Regions from separate parts of the Mus musculus genome. Here all the other regions are linked to region 2. The links are chromatin contacts, called in public ChIA-PET and HiChIP or PLAC-seq maps. All regions are on one chromosome and are shown on one strand. The core of a region is the stretch at or near the end of the contact, and the rest is flanking DNA. Distances in the headings are between cores, read along the strand shown. Region 1 overlaps Tanc2 (tetratricopeptide repeat, ankyrin repeat and coiled-coil containing 2). Region 2 holds the start of Tlk2 (tousled-like kinase 2 (Arabidopsis)). Region 3 overlaps Itgb3 (integrin beta 3). Region 4 overlaps Itgb3 (integrin beta 3).

The links. ChIA-PET counts read pairs in DNA pulled down with a chosen protein or histone mark. HiChIP or PLAC-seq counts read pairs in DNA pulled down with a chosen protein or histone mark.
Region 1: a contact with region 2 is called in an H3K4me3 HiChIP or PLAC-seq map of bone marrow-derived macrophages, with 6 times the contacts expected there. The contact joins the enhancer-like site here to the promoter of Tlk2 in region 2. A contact is called at or near these places in 8 of 39 promoter capture datasets (the 3T3-L1 cell line, the C10 cell line, the SN4741 cell line and 3 more) and 10 of 115 datasets of contacts at active chromatin or transcription factors (the NIH/3T3 cell line, bone marrow-derived dendritic cells, bone marrow-derived macrophages and 7 more).
Region 3: a contact with region 2 is called in an H3K4me3 HiChIP or PLAC-seq map of bone marrow-derived macrophages, with 4 times the contacts expected there. The contact joins the enhancer-like site here to the promoter of Tlk2 in region 2. A contact is called at or near these places in 3 of 39 promoter capture datasets (cranial neural crest, frontonasal cranial neural crest and stem cell-derived epiblast-like cells), 11 of 115 datasets of contacts at active chromatin or transcription factors (the NIH/3T3 cell line, astrocytes, bone marrow-derived dendritic cells and 7 more) and 2 of 9 other capture datasets (adipose tissue and liver).
Region 4: a contact with region 2 is called in an RNA polymerase II ChIA-PET map of memory CD8 T cells, with 21 read pairs. The contact joins the enhancer-like site here to the promoter of Tlk2 in region 2. A contact is called at or near these places in 2 of 39 promoter capture datasets (the 3T3-L1 cell line and hippocampal neurons), 1 of 484 Hi-C or Micro-C datasets (cortical neurons), 3 of 115 datasets of contacts at active chromatin or transcription factors (bone marrow-derived macrophages, memory CD8 T cells and regulatory T cell precursor) and 1 of 9 other capture datasets (adipose tissue).

What each region holds. Positions count from the first base shown.
Region 1 is chr11:105,899,539-105,903,343 of GRCm38.p6, forward strand. It overlaps Tanc2 (tetratricopeptide repeat, ankyrin repeat and coiled-coil containing 2), which reads left to right. Exons shown (of 26, transcript NM_181071.3): 17 at 146-331; 18 at 2,522-2,615. Among named protein-coding and RNA genes, the nearest start is that of Cyb561, 43 kb to the right of the region's middle. Within about 2 kb of position 2,178, at least 61 of the 459 cell types and tissues checked have an H3K27ac peak or open chromatin away from gene starts, as enhancers often do. A contact at or near this core is called in bone marrow-derived dendritic cells and bone marrow-derived macrophages, where this site is marked.
Region 2 is chr11:105,178,968-105,182,859 of GRCm38.p6, forward strand. It overlaps Tlk2 (tousled-like kinase 2 (Arabidopsis)), which reads left to right and starts at 2,560. Exons shown (of 22, transcript NM_001112705.2): 1 at 2,560-3,084. It overlaps 1700052K11Rik (RIKEN cDNA 1700052K11 gene), which reads right to left and starts at 2,466. Exons shown (of 1, transcript NR_027956.1): 1 at 53-2,466.
Region 3 is chr11:104,628,770-104,632,593 of GRCm38.p6, forward strand. Itgb3 (integrin beta 3) reads left to right here. Exons shown (of 15, transcript NM_016780.2): 3 at 3,405-3,600. Among named protein-coding and RNA genes, the nearest start is that of Itgb3, 23 kb to the left of the region's middle. Within about 2 kb of position 1,677, at least 53 of the 459 cell types and tissues checked have an H3K27ac peak or open chromatin away from gene starts, as enhancers often do. A contact at or near this core is called in bone marrow-derived macrophages, where this site is marked.
Region 4 is chr11:104,665,651-104,669,234 of GRCm38.p6, forward strand. Itgb3 (integrin beta 3) reads left to right here. Exons shown (of 15, transcript NM_016780.2): 15 at 1,430-3,584. The coding sequence ends at 1,495. Among named protein-coding and RNA genes, the nearest start is that of Efcab13, 23 kb to the right of the region's middle. Within about 2 kb of position 1,946, at least 64 of the 459 cell types and tissues checked have an H3K27ac peak or open chromatin away from gene starts, as enhancers often do. A contact at or near this core is called in memory CD8 T cells and regulatory T cell precursor, where this site is marked.

The DNA of each region.
Region 1 (3,805 bases), core at 928-3,427, 720 kb after region 2:
TTTGTTTTTTTCTTTGAATGTAAAAACAAAAGCCTTGCCTCATTTTCTGGGGAAAGTTCTCTGCAGAGGGATGTACAGAGGAACTGGACATCAATAATCTAGGCTGAGTTCCTTGTTCACAGCTCTCTCTATTTTCTTCCCATAGGTGGATCACTTGGATAAGAATGGACAGTGTGCTTTGGTTCATGCTGCTCTGCGAGGTCATCTAGAGGTTGTCAAGTTTCTGATTCAGTGTGACTGGACAATGGCTGGCCAGCAGCAAGGAGTGTTTAAGAAGAGCCACGCCATCCAGCAGGCCCTCATTGCTGCAGCCAGCATGGGTTACACTGAGGTAAGAAAAAAAAAAGGACCTAAGAAACTGTGGGGCAAAGACTTGAATGATGCAAAATTGCCAGCCACACTGGTGAAAAGTTTTTAATCACTTTTGTGATGAACAGGGGATTAAACTCCACAATACTCTAATACTACGTACCTAGAATTATGTGCGTGGAAAAACTTAAGAGTCAGAAAAGAGTTTGGAAAAAAAAAAAAAGAAAAGAGTTTGGAAATTGTCACAGCTTCTCCCACACTTTCTGTGACACTAAAACACAGAGGAGTTACTGACCTGTAGACATATGGTCAGACATTTTGGGACAAGAAGGATGCACCCCACAGAACCTCAGAATGGTTGATTTTGGTCCAAGATGGTACAGTTTTCTTACTGCCTTAGAACCCTAGTCTTCATCCATAAAGTTACTGAAGTCTTTTTACAAGGCTGCTATGAAGGATGCTCTAAATAATTAATACCATACAGATGGCATTTTCTACATTATTAATAAGTGTGGCAAATTCATGGACTTGGTAGTATTCTGTGAAATGTTAAGTAACTGACAATGAGGAAAGGAAAAGACTATAACCAGGGAGCAGGTACACAGCTGCTTATGCTTATTATAAATTTTACTAATCTAAGGAATGGGCTACACTGTGACAAACAGTGTTCTCAATTGAATGGTTAATTGAGTGTTGGCTTTGGTCAAATATGAATCTGTAGCCAACCTGTGGTTGCAACCTATGATGTAACAAGTAGAATTGCATCTAATTTGCTTTTTCCCAGTAATTTTACGGCCATTGACTCTGATGTTGGATTTACTGTTAACTGTCTCTCACCTGTACTGATTAAAATGAAACGCATTGGGCCGGGCGTGGTGGCGCACGCCTTTAATCCCAGCACTTGGGAGGCAGAGGCAGGCGGATTTCTGAGTTCGAGGCCAACCTGGTCTACAGAGTGAGTTCCAGGATAGCCAGGGCTACACAGAGAAACCCTGTCTCGAAAAAAAACCAAAAAAAAAAAAAAAAAAAAAATGAAACGCATTTTCAGTTTTGCTCTAAACCAAACATTGATTTATAAAGTTTGTAACTATTGCTACCATGGCTGACTTCAAGCTGCCAGTGTTATGTCACTCAATATGGAGGTGGGAAGAAATACACAGTAGCACACGTGACAGCGTTTCATCCATACAGATGCAATACATATAAATAACCTTAAAATCACAGATGACAACAGTAGGACATAGTTAACTAATTGAGAAATTTTAAGAATTGAGGGACTTTTTTGTTTGTTTTTTGTGGTGTTGAGATCAAATCCAGGATCTCACACATTTTAGGCAAGTACTCTTACCAGTGGGTGCCAGCCTATAGTTAGGTATTTTTTAATATTTTTCATATAATTTCTTTATATTTCAAGTTTTAATAAGTGACTGGCTTTGTTTAACAATCACCTCGTAAACTGGTGTGGTAGTGGTGCACACCTTTAGACCCGGCATTCAGGAGGTAGAGTCAGGTAGATCTCTGAGTTCAAGACCAGCCTGGTCTACAGAGTGAGTTCCAGGACAGCCAGGGCTACACAGAGAAACCCTGTTAGGGGTGGGGATAGGGACAGCGTGTAAAATTTCTGAAACATAGAATCAGCTCTCCTGGGTCTCTACTCAGGAGCCCATCCCACTGCAAGGGATGCTCCAGTGAAGCAGCAGTCCTCTCAGCTGGCCTTAGGGGTCGCCAAGTGAATATGAAGCAAAACTGAAATGTGTATTGTCTGTGGAAAGTCCCTTAACTCCTAATACAATCAGATTCCTCAAGACAGCTGTCACTTTTGTTTGTGGTTTGCAGTTATTCTCCCTCCCAGGCAGTCCTCATACTTCTGAGAGGAAACAAAACAATTACTTAAAGGAAGTATAGACCTCAGCTTTCTCCACATTCCTTTCCTGTGTGCTTATTGGGCGTCAGACAAGAGATTGTGTCATTGGCTTAAATAAGAAGAATATGTCATTTTTAAATCACATGATATATGGAGTATGTTAAATAAAAACATGTAAACTGTCTGATAGGACAGCTTTCTATCAGAATGGTTTCAGTTTTCTTTTGTAAAGCAAACAGTACTGATTTTTTGTGTGTAAGAAATTTAGTGAGAGGATTGCCTTCCAGATCAGTGCCAGCAGCGTAGCTTTTCACCTGCAGTGTGAGCTGACATGACTTCTTGTTTCAGATTGTCTCCTACCTACTTGATCTTCCAGAAAAAGATGAAGAGGAAGTGGAGCGAGCACAAATCAACAGTTTTGACAGTCTCTGGGGAGAGACAGGTACTTCTCTGGGACATTGCTGTCTTCTCTCAGTGGTGTGTTATATTCATGTTGACTTTCTGGATCTCTCATATTATTTTGAGCCTGGCATACTTCACCACTCTATCTTAAGACTTTTGTATTAAAGGTCAGTTCAGCCCAAGTGAAAAGTTAGGCAGTTTTTCTCTTTCAGCCCACTTTCCCTTTGGATCCTCTACCATTACCACTTTTTAAGAACATCACCACTCTTGTTTCAAATATTTTCTTACAGTATGGTAAGCAAAGCAGGAAACCGCTGTGGTCTTCCATTTGTTTATATGACCCTTACACTGCTTCCTTTTCTCCTTTTCCTTTCTTCCCAGAGTAATGTCCCACCTACAGCTGTTACCTGGGAAAGTCCTGCTTCCATCCACATCTCTGGCCTAGCTAGAAGTCATTGTGGCTACCTAGCACTGTTAAGCTTTACATAGTGACTAGAGATGCCAGCTAGATGAAAACCAAAGGTGCCACCTGATCTGTTCTAATTCTCTGGGGTCTGTAGCACAGCATTTGCTGCCATCTGGTCCTTACTTCACCCACAGTAGCTCTTCCTCCTGGTTGATGCAGACTAGCCTGGAGCATTGGGAGAAGCACAGTTACCTCTGATGTGTTTTCATGAAACTGGGGCAGGGCAAACAGTAGAGCAACCACAGACATGTTTCTTACTTGCCGGGAGAAAGAGACTGTTATTGAGATGGTAAATGTGTATAGAACGTTTCACTAAACAAGAAGGGTATACATTTGGTAAAGGTGAGAATGTTATTAAAAATCAGATAAAATTTTTGAATTTATCTAACATTTATAATAACTCATTGAATTGTTTTCTTTCTTCCCCTGCTAAAATGTGCATAGGTTTCATGACTTCTTTTTCATGTGTAATGGTCCAGAGCTCAGGAATTTCCTTCTCAACAATTTTTCCCTTTGTAAAAGCCAAAGAGAGCCAATGCCAGGCAGCTGCAGCTTAAGAGCCCATGATAGATTAAAGGAAAATCTGCAGCTGCAAACAGCTGTTGTCCTTGGAACCCCATCCTCAGAGAAGCCAGAGGAAGGTGACCTAAAACTGCAAAAGGGACATGTTGGTTTACCTCTCTTGTCAGCAAATCTTCTCAATACAGCGTTGCCATACCTCCTGACACAGCCTTCTAACCAAGGGCAAGAGAATAGGAAGGGGG
Region 2 (3,892 bases), core at 1,310-3,809:
ATCCATGAAGAACTCACACAAAATAGCAGGAAAAAAAAGACATAAAGCTTCATTTATAGAAAATTAAAATTGCTGGGCAGTGGTGGCATTCGCCTTTAATCCCAGCTCTCGGGAGGCAGAGGCAGGCGGATCTCTATGAGTTTCAGGACAGCCAGGGCTACACAGAGAAACCCTGTCTTGACCCCCCATCTTCCCCCCCAAAAAGGTGAAACTAAAAATTTCATCTGTCTTCAAATGGTTCCTTTAAAACTGCACTCAGGAAACAGGCATCAGGGCATATGCCTATACTGCCAGCTCCTAGGGCCTGGGACAAAAGGACTGAGAATTTAGAACAATCTTGGCTACATAGTGAGACTCTCTGAAAACAGATAAAGGTGAGTCTGTGTGCTTGGAATGTAGTTCAGTTGGTAGACTGCTTGCCTAGCTTATAATTAATCCTAGCTCTTGGAAAGCAGGAGCAGGAGGACCAGAAGTTTGACAGTATCTTCAGCCAGTGGGAGATCTAGGTTAGCCTCAGCTATACATTAGACCTTTTATCAAAACAAAAAGCTGAAAATGGGACCTGTGGTCTAGAAAGGGCACTGGGAATCCTCTAGCTCTAGCACAAGGTTGGTGAAACTTGAAACGATTAGATAATTGGCCCAGACAACTTGTTTGTGGACCAGCTGGAAGAACTCAGTTTCAACTGTCCATTTCTCTTTCTCTTCTGGTCTCCTCTCCTAATTTATGACACTCTAGTGTTATTTAAGGAGTTATTTTTAGGCTGTGTATAGTGGCTGCATGCCTGTAATCCCAGAACTCTGAAAGAGGTCGAAGGACCCACCACCTAAGGCCAGCCCATGCTGCATAGTCAGTTGCAGGCCATATTCTTTTCAGATTTATTTTTAATTATGTCTGTGTGTGCACATGAACGCACTGTCCATGGAAGCCTTACGGGTGTAGATGTTTTGGAGCAAACCCAAGAACAGTGCCAATCTTAACCACGGAGTCATCTCTCCAGGCCCCTTTCTTTTGGTCTTAAGATACCCAGGCTGGCAATCTTGTTTCATCTCAGTCTCCCAAGTTATGGGAATGTGGGTGTTATTTTCTTGATCTCACTATAATCAAAGAACTGTCTTTGTTTTCCCACTGTGCAGACTTGAGGAGCCACAGTGCACTCCTTTTGTTCATCATTTTCATGCTTGAGACTGACTGCATTCTGGGGGCTCCTCCTTGCCCCCTTTCCCTACCCTTTGCTCCTGACTTGCTCTTCCCCTCTTCCCTTCAAAACGTTCATCTTTCCAAGCAGCCTGGGATCTGGAAGATGACTCCCAATTTGAGTTTTTCTACTTGAGTTCTGAAGGATGGAGAATGTACAAAAAGGAATTATCATCCTTTGCCCATTTGGCAGGTCTCTGTCCAGTCAATATGTGGAAAAATTAATAATAACAGAATTCTACTTTGGAGTACTTGCCAACGCCTGGAAAAGTTCAAGCCGGCTGTGTAAAAGCTTGAATGTTTCTCTTGTGATTCCCTTGTAGTCCTTCAGACACGTTCAGACATCTGGTCAAGGAAGCATCAGAAGAAAACAAAAAGCTGAGTCGTTACTTTGAAGTCCGTGTCTTGGCTCGTGAAACTAGGTGAAGAAAGTGACTTTTTCCCCCTTTGGCGCTGGGGTCAGAGGTGGAACCCTTTCCCATGCAGGAAAGCCCTCCTGTCGCAGGCGCTCACCCTCTCAGCAGACACTCTGAAGAGCAGGCCCCCAGCACCCCAGGAGGGCCATCTTGTCACCGGAGGTTAAGATGGAACCTCCCCCTAGGTGCTTTGAGAGAGTTCCCCGGGGGGCGGGTAGCGACCTCCGCTCTGGAGGGGGGCATGCTGGTGAGGGCTCGGCTGTGATCCCAGGACACCTTTGTCCCTGGAGACGCCAGGCCAGTCAGGTACGTGGAAGGCGAGAGCCGCCGGCCGGCTTTCCGTGCCTGTGGCGTGGCGTGGCGTGGCGTGGGGTCTGGGGACGTGGACCATGGCTGCGGGGGATGGCCGGCTGGCGGACATCGGGTGGGCACCGCGAACTCAGTGACACCCCTTGCCCCGCTCCCGGGCTCTCTCCTCGGATCCATCGCTGGGCAGAGCAACCTCTTTCCTCACCCCAAAAAATGTGTGTAGATGAGAGGCAGGGCGAGCGCGGCAGTCCCGCCGGGTCGCCGCTCCGACGCTGCTCCGCGGCCTGAGGCGCAGCCCAACCGTCGGCCTCCGACTCTGTCTCCACAAAGGCGGGCTCCCGAGGCTCCGGCCCCGGCCGCTTACCCGGCGCCCCCGAGCCGACCAACCACCCCTCACGTCGCAGGCGGGGCCGCAAGCGCCGCCAGCCGCCCGCCCTCAGCAGCCCTGTCAGGCGCGGCCTGTTCCGCCGGTGCGGGGTCCCCTGGTTAACCCCTGCCCGCCAGCGCGGCCGCTGATTGGAGGAGGCGGAGCTCCGGGGGCAGCAGCGACCCTCCCCCCAACACCTTTCCCGTCCCCTCCCCCACGGCCGGCACTACCTCCCCCCCACCCCAGGAACACCCCCCCCCCGTGCCTCCCAGCCGTGCAAATCTCGCGAGGAAACACGCGGTTTCACTAGTGTGTTTACACCGATCACTACTAATCCGGACCGAACCGATCCGGATTAAGGGGCCGGAGGCGGGTCCTGGGCACTAGCGGTTCCGACCCCCCCCCCATCCCGCCCTCCGCGCCGCACCCGAGTGGCCCCCAGCCGAGCGGGCCCCCACTTCTCGGCCCGACCCAGACCCTTCTGCGCCTCCCTTGGCCTTTGTCCGGCGCCAGGAGGCCGGCCCCGCGCCCCCCGGCGGCCGCCCGGGCCCGGGCCCGCGTCAGCCGCCTGGCTCCGTACGCGAGCTCGGGGATCTGCGGCCTCCGTGGCCCCCCTCCCCCGCCCGCCCTGTCGTGGAGCCCGGCGCCGCCGGCGGCTGCCCGGGCGGGGGGTTGCGGCGCTCAGGAGAGGCCCCGGCTCCGCCCCGGGCCTGCCCAGGGGGAGAGCGGAGCGGTCAGCAGCCGGGTCGGGTCGGGGCCCCTCCCGAGAGGAGAGTGGAGCGGCAGCGGCGGCAGGTGAGAAGCTCAGCCCCTGGACGTGGAAGGGCGCCGGGGCCTGGGGTATTAACCGTCCCGGGGGCCCCACTCCAGGGCCCGAGGAGGCTGCGACCCGGGCCGGCGTCGTGCCGCAGCTCCTGGGCGCCGAGGCGGGAGGTGCTCCCCGAGGGCTGCGGGGTCGCCGAGGGGCCGGGCCGAAGATGGACCAGGCCCAGGCCTGGGAGTGTGGCGGTCGGCCTGCCGGGAGAGGCGACTCCGGGGAGCTGGAGGCCTCGGCAGCCTACGGGGCGCCCCCGAGAGCTGTCCCTCGCTCCGTCCGTGACAGGTGGGCCCGGAGTTGGGGAAAGTTTGGAGCCGGCGAGGGGCGCCGGGACCAGGCCCCATCGGTCCTGCTTCCCGGCTTGGGGCCATTGGGAGGATCCCGGTCCAAAGCCCCTCTGGAAAGAGATGGGGTGGGTATTTTCTGATCATGAGTTGACATTAAATGGGGTAACTGCTAGGGCCTCATTTTCTGGGCCAGGCCTGGGGATGGAGGGTTGGGAAATGTTTCCAGAGACCTTGGGATTGGGGAGAGACTGCATTGTAACCTCTGCCTTTCCGACCTCGATTATTAGGGCAGGACAAGTAGTGAGCAAGGCCACCTACCTACTTAGGGAAAACTCGGTTTTCTTCTCAGTCTTTTTTTTTTTTTTTTAAGATGCCTTTCTACCATTCTAACAGTTTCCTAATTCCTTACTTGTGTGTGTGAGTGAAACTTGAATTCGTCACCTTTTCATTCCCCTTTGCTCCAGGCATTCAGTCCAGGAAGGGAAATGAAAGTTAGGAC
Region 3 (3,824 bases), core at 427-2,926, 550 kb before region 2:
TGCCTTGCTCTGGAAAGACTCAGGTCTGCTGGCCTCCTGGTGACTTAATCACAGCCTTTTTGGGAGGTGTGTGGGCAGTTGGGGCCAGAGATAAGAGTCATGGTGACGATGGTGGTGAAGATGATGTGTGTGTGTACATGTGTGAATGCATGTATGTATACTTTTGTGTATATGTACATGCGTGTGCTTTAGAAGGAAGAGATGGCTTCCTGAGACTGTATGGTTTAGAAGGATGAGAGACAGGCACAGACAGAGATGGGTGGCTGATCACAAGGCTTGGTCTGTCCAGCCGTTAGTTCTTCCCAGCGCTTTTCTGTTAGGTGTCAGGATAGAGGTTTTCTCTCATCGTCAGGCATGGCCTGTGGTGTCTTTTATGGGACATTTGTCACCAAGAAGGTTAAGTCTTATTCCCCTTGTGGGGGCTACTCCTCTGCCTCATATCTGAAAGCTGAGAGAGAAGAAAGGTACAGGCCAGAGCCCCTTTCTCTTTCTGTTTGGGTCAGGTTGAGGTGTATGCGTTTGCGTGTGTGTGTGTGTGTGTATGTGTGTGTGTTTGTGTGTGTGTCTGTAAGGGTGGAGTGTGTATGTGGTGTGTGTGTGTAAAATGATGCAGTGTGTATGTATGTGTATGAGGGGTGAGTGTGCATGTGTGATAGAGTGTGGTTCGTGTGTATGTGTGTATGTGCATGTGTGTGAGGGTGTAGTATGTGTGTGGGGGTGAGGATGAGGTGTGTGTATGTGTGTGTATAGTGTGTATAATGTGTGTATGTGTGTGTGTAGTGAGTGTGTGTGTGTGTAGTATGTATGGGTGAGAATGAGGTGTGAGTGTGTATGTGTATGTGTAGTGTGTAGTGAGTGTGTATGTGTGTGTAGTGAGTATGTATGTGTGTGTAGTGTGTAGTGAGTGTGTATGTGTGTAGTGAGAGTGTATGTGTGTGGAGAGTGTATGTATGTGTGTAGTGTGTATGGGTGAGGATGAGGTGTGAGTGCTGCACTGTATCACTACACACACAGGCCTTTGTGACTGATCTCTCTGCAGGTGTCCTGGTGGCCAGGTTATGCACAACTGAACAGGAAGGACTTACCCATCTTTCCCGATCTTCTCACAGCCTTATCTTGCATCCCAGTCTCTGAATGCCTGGGGCATTCTCTGCTGTGGCTCCTCCGGGCACCCTTCCTCCCATTCTTAACTAGAAAGTTGAGTTCCTCATTTGTGAAGACCCTCCCTAGAGGTTCTTCACCTGTGAAATGATAAGTAGTAATTCCAGCATTACCAAGCTGTGAGCATTGCAGTGACTTTCCTGAAGTGCTTGTCCCATGCTGTATGCAGTGAGGGCTCAGTAAATGTTAATAGTTGTTCTTGAATATATGCATATACATATTGATGATGGCTTTTGAATGGTGGTAGTTAGGAGAGTCTGAAGACCTAGAAACAGGGGCAGGTAGGGGTGTGCCAGCTTTCAGGTCAGTCCCCCAACCTGGCATGTGACGGCTGGACATGAGCTCACGCAGTGCTGGTTAAATATGCCTAGTGTCAGGGTACGATGGAACTGAAAACATCCTGTTGTTAACCCCACTTATCAAACAAATCAGGAAACTAAGGCTCAGAGTGACTTCTGTGGTGTCACGTGGCTAGCTAGTGATGACCTAGATCTGAGGCCTGTTTCCTGATTTCAGTGTCCTTCCAAGAACATTTCATTCTTGCATGTGACACACAGACCCAGACCCTGAGGCTGAGGTGATACATACGTGTCAGTGTGGTTTTTTTTTTTTTGTCCAGTGTGAAGGAGGAAGCTGAGAGAGCTGCCAGCACCTGTCCTCTGGCACTTTTCCTCAGCTTGTGGAGTTTATTCCTAGGTAGATTATTCAGGAACTACTCAACGGAGCATGCTGACAGCTGACTCCTGCTGAGTGCCTTCTGCTTGCCTGGTGTTATTTAGCCTGGCATGGCATTCCTACGATGAGAGGTTCTTCTTATTAAATAGCTAATTCCTTCTAAAGTATTTTTTTTTTTATTGTGGTAGAATACATATAACAGAACTTACCATCTTGACCTTTCTGTGTGCGTGTGGTTGTGTGTATGTGTGGAGATCTATTTTGTGTGTCTTCCTTTCTCTCTACCTTATTTCTTGAGACTCAGGGTCTCTCACTGAACCTGGAGCTCATCAAGATGGCTAACGTCGCTGGTCAGCAAGTCCCAGGGCTCCTCCTGCCTCTGCCTCCCTAGCTCTGGGTTTGCAGGCATGTGTCACCATACCCAGGTCTCTCTTTGTGTGTGAGTGTGTGTGTGTGTGAGTGTGTGTGTGTGTGTGTGTGAGTGTGAGTGTGTGTGTGTGTGTGTGTGTGTGTGTGTGTGTGTGTGTGTGTGTTTAACACGGGTGCTGGGGATTGAGCTCAGGTTTCATTCTTGTGCTGCAAACACTTTCCTGACTGGACATCTCCCCAGCCCCTTCCTACCCATTCCTTTCCACCGTAACCACCTTAAGTGTCCAGGTGAGTGGCGTTGTCTATGTATAATGTGAAGCCCTCACTGTCATCTGTCCCCATAACTGAATTTCATTATGCAAAATTAGAGCTTTGGGCTCATTAAACAACTCTTCCTCCTCCTCCTCCTTTTCCTCAGCCCCTGGCAGCCACAATCTCCCTTTGCGTCTCTATGGTTTTGATTGCTGTCTGTAGCCAAGGGTGACTTTTCCCCTTCATGATACAGCTGAAGGAAGTGAGCTGTGTGTCATGCTCTGGTACCCAGTCAGTGGTGACAATGCCTGGAGGGGGTGGGGGTGTCAGTCTCAGCCAGTCTCAGCCAGCTCATTCTTGGGCTCTTATTCTTTACCCTCCACCATATCTGCTCTGTCATCTTTGTCTTGGATAAAGAAGGGAGGCAGGAAACACACAATCATGGACCTTATAAAACAGGCAGCATGTAACACAGCATTGATAAATGGTTTTAACCTTGACCCACAGAAAGAAATACCTCATGGACTATTACTCATTATAGGTGCCATCTTCCAGTAAATAAAAGATTCCCCAAATAATGAAACTTTTATTTATATACTTGGATATTTTCTATTCTATTTAATTATGTTTTACTTAGTAAACTTGATTTTGAGACTCACAAAGTAATCATATTTTACAATTTGGAAAATACTTGTTTAGCAGGCTTCTTACTTAATGGTCCCTCTTCTCTGTTGTCAATCCATGAACAGACACTAAGTCAGTCTATTCTCCCTTCCTGTGCGTGCCCCTGAGGATTAACCATGGAAGGACCATGACAATTCTTTTATGCTAGATTAGCTCCAAAGAGCCAGAGAAGCTCTTGGCCAGGGGGAGGTGACTTACCAGGCAGGAGGCACAGCCGCCCTAGCTCTGATGTTGACCTTTCCCTCGGGCTCTTCTCTTCATAGACTTTGTCTCAGGGCTCACCCCGATGTAACCTGAAGGAGAACCTGCTGAAGGACAATTGTGCTCCAGAGTCTATTGAGTTCCCAGTCAGTGAGGCCCAGATCCTGGAGGCTAGGCCACTCAGCAGCAAGGGCTCTGGAAGCAGCGCCCAGATCACTCAAGTCAGCCCTCAGAGGATTGCCCTTCGACTACGGCCAGGTGAGCGTGGGTGTCGGTGTGGGTGTGGGATCATCTTGGGGAGAGACCTGAAACCAGTGGGCACAGGACATCAACTGTTGAAGGTCTGAGCGGGAACTCCTCCCGGGAGGGGCAGCACAGGATAGGACTGGGGTGGAAAGAGAAGGGGATGGGGAGTGGGGGTGTGTGGGCAGGAGAATGGAAGACAATGAAAGGGGTCAGGATTGCAGTCAGAAAATCTGAGT
Region 4 (3,584 bases), core at 696-3,195, 510 kb before region 2:
CTTTGAGTTCTCCGGAGTCTTTGGTTCATGAACCCGAGGTTGGGGCAGGAGATGCTCAGTGGTCAGCCAGCCTCGAAACTGGGAAATGTTTTGACTGTTCTTTTATCTGTATGTGCTATGAGGCCTCCCAGTCCTCTACCTTACAGTGACCACATGTCCTGATCACTGAGCTCACACGGGATACTATGACAAAGGGAGAAGCTTAATTCTCCAGTTGAGGGGACAGGGCAAATCTGTATCAGGGACATGTAACACACTGTACAGAAAGTGACATAGCAGAGAACGTCTCCTGAGGGCTAAATGCTTCTGACACTTTATCTCCGTAACAGCCCTTTTGATGGACAATATTATCATTCGGATCCTATAGTTAAGGAAACTGAGGGCAGAGAAGTAAAGCAGCTTGCCTGACAAAGGAAGGGATGGGGCAATACAGGAAGTACTTTCGGAGTCAGCCTCTTAGATGTCATGGCCTTACATCTGTTTACCTCATTTTTCTCTTTTCCTTCAAATGAGAGGTGGTAGCTTGCAAACCAGGATCCTCTGGAGACCCCAGAATGCTGTTTAACCTGATTTAATCCAATCAAACGAGCATCTAAACAACAAAAGCCCCATGCATGTGTGTATGGCCATGGTGTGTTTTCAGAGGTCAGGGGACAGTCTGCAGGAGTCAGGTTTGCCTCCCACGTGGGTTCTGAGGACCAGTGTCAGCTGCATCAGGCCCGGCAGCAACCGCCTCTGCCCGCTCTGCCCGCTCTGCCAGCTCGCTAGTCCGTCGTCGGATGAGCATTTTTCTTTGAGAACTGTTTATTTAATTTTAAGTCCAACTTCACTTTATTTTTCCTAGACAGGCCAAGAATGTACAGCGTTTGAGCCGCTGAGGAACTTCTCTAGATTTCTTGACATGGAGGGGATGTTCTAAATTTCTTGACTACCATTAAGGGGGATTCATTTACTTTTTGTTAGGAAGTAATTTGGGAAACCTGGTGAAGGCACACAACAGGTCTGTGGGTAGCAACTGGCCCGAGAGATGAGATAAAAACAAGTTAGGAATAATTTCAGCAAAAGCCGGGCTCTGTGTTCTGACCTCACCTGCTACATTTTCCCTTCTGGCTCCCATCGCGGGCACTGCCTTAATGAAGGGAAAGAAAGAGTAGGGACAGAAGAAGAAACGGGAGAGGCAGGGCAAACAGTATACTAGTCTGGGACTGACAAATATTCTTCCACCCAAAGTGACTGAATTAAAAACCCTTAGAAACAGTGGCAGACCAGCAATACAGCATCCCTCTCCCCTCCTTCTCTCCTATCTATTCCCATCCTAAGAGTTGATGAGTAAATGTAAACATTGGCTGATTTCTGAGATGACGTTTAACCGTTTGGGGTAAGGAAGTGCATGGAGCTGACCACCGTTTCTCCTCTCTTCCCTCTGCAGGCAAACAACCCGCTGTATAAAGAGGCCACCTCCACCTTCACCAATATCACCTACCGGGGGACTTAATGAGACCATCTTCAGATGACGCCAGGACCGTGGGACTCTCTGCCATTATGTTTACAGAGGACATTTGTGTGTGTGTGGGTGTGTGGGTGTATGGGTGGGATTTGGGGCGTGGGTTGGGCTGGGCTGGAAGAATGTCAGTATGTGGGAATGTATCTCTCTGTGTGTACTTATGTGTGTGACGAGTGTGGGGAAATGTGTAATTTAAAACTTGTGATGTGTCTCACAGGCAGAGCTCCACAGCCTTTGTCCTCAGGGGCCCTCCCCAAAGGATTCTTCCTGCTTAGCTTGAGGGGGACTCATGATGCCCGGCAGGTGCTCATTACCTCTGAGAAGCTAGCTTGCTTTGTCAGGCCATTCTCCCAGAAGAGAAGGGCAGGGCTGAGGTTCCCCAACCCCCATTCCAGAGGAAGTGGTGTCAAGTCTTGGTTCTATACCAACTTTGTAATTTTCCGGTTCTTGGGGCTGACTGTCAACAGCTGTGGTAGAAAGTGCTTGACGTTGAAGCTCAGCTGTATCGTCTGTGCCTCTGCCCACCTCCCTCCCTTCCTCAGGCTGATGGTGGAGTTAGGGGAGAATCGAGTCCTCAAGAGTTGCCTGTGGCTTTTGCCAGCACCTCAGTCCTGCTATGGCTCTCTCTCTCATAAGGAAAGTCCTTGTCACCTGGCTCTTTGGCCTGTTAAGGGTGAGGATGGCAAGGCCACTCAGGGGTCATGCATGGCCTGGGGGGTGTGCCAGCACCTCCAAGATCATAATCACAGCCATTCAGAATTGCCTCATTGGTAGCTCTTCCCAGGAGATTTGTGAACATGTGTCATTGTGTCAACACCATCTCTTACCTCCTGCTTCTACACCCTGATGGCCACAGACTTGTGCTATGTGCTGAGACTCTCTCTCATGGTCAGATGCTATGGGCTGAGGCTCTCTCTCATGGTCAGATGCTATGGGCTGAGGCTCTCTCTCATGGTCAGATGCTATGTGCTGAGGCTCTCTGTCATGGTCAGATGCTATGGGCTGAGGCTCTCTGTCATGGTCAGATGCTATGGGCTGAGGCTCTCTGACATTGTCAGATGCTATGGGCTGAGGCTCTCTCTCATGGTCAGATGCTATGGGCTGAGGCTCTCTCTCATGGTCAGATGCTTTCTCCTCAGGGGAGAGTGCAGTGGTCAGAGCTGGAGGTCCATCCCCACTCTCCAGGCTTTCTGCTCCTCTTTCCGGGCACCTCCACACACCTCATCCTATGCCTCTGTGTGCTTGCTACACCCATCCATGGGGGTGCTTGTGTGTATCTACCTCTTCGGTGTCTTGTGAAGGAGTCCCCCGAGTCTCCCATGAGTCTGTTGAACAACGTGCCAGGGAGGAGTTGAAAGGCCAGTCAGAACTGCATGTGTGGCCTGTTCTCCTGTGGGCTGGACAACCTCATTTTATCTCAGCCTTTAATCTGGGAGGCCACAAGTGCAATTTTATTTTATTCCCTATGGGGACACCCAAAACTATGATGAGGCCCGATCACTCTAGAGGAGCACGTATATAAACATACTTGCATTATTATATTTATAATTTTGTATGATGACAAAGGAGAGCATAAAAAACCCCACACAGAGTGTGTGGCAAACATTCTTAGTAACTTGCCAGTCAGTGGCTGGGTCTGCAAGGGGCTTCCCTCTTCCTGGAAGCATGTGAAGATGGGTATGTGGACACACTGACCCTTTCTTGAAGAGGTTTCTCGACTGGGTTCTGGGTTCTGTTGGCCCAGCAAGCATGGTTTGCTCTGCTGGCATTGACTTAGATCTAATGTTAAAAATCAGTGCTTACCACCCAGAGACAAGAGGCCTATAAACAGCATCTTGATGATCTGAGACCTGAGTCCTGGCCTCGGGATCGCTGTCAAAACACCTGAAAGTTAATTCAGAAAAGCCATTTCCCCCACCCCTCTGGAGTTCAATATTCTTTTGGATTTGGTAACTTGGAAAGTCTATTTCAAGTGTCACTATTCTTTTTTTCTGAAAGACAGGGTCTCATGTATCCCAGGATGGCTTTGAACTTGCTATGTAGCCAAGGTTGACTTGAACTTCTGATCCTTTTTCTACAC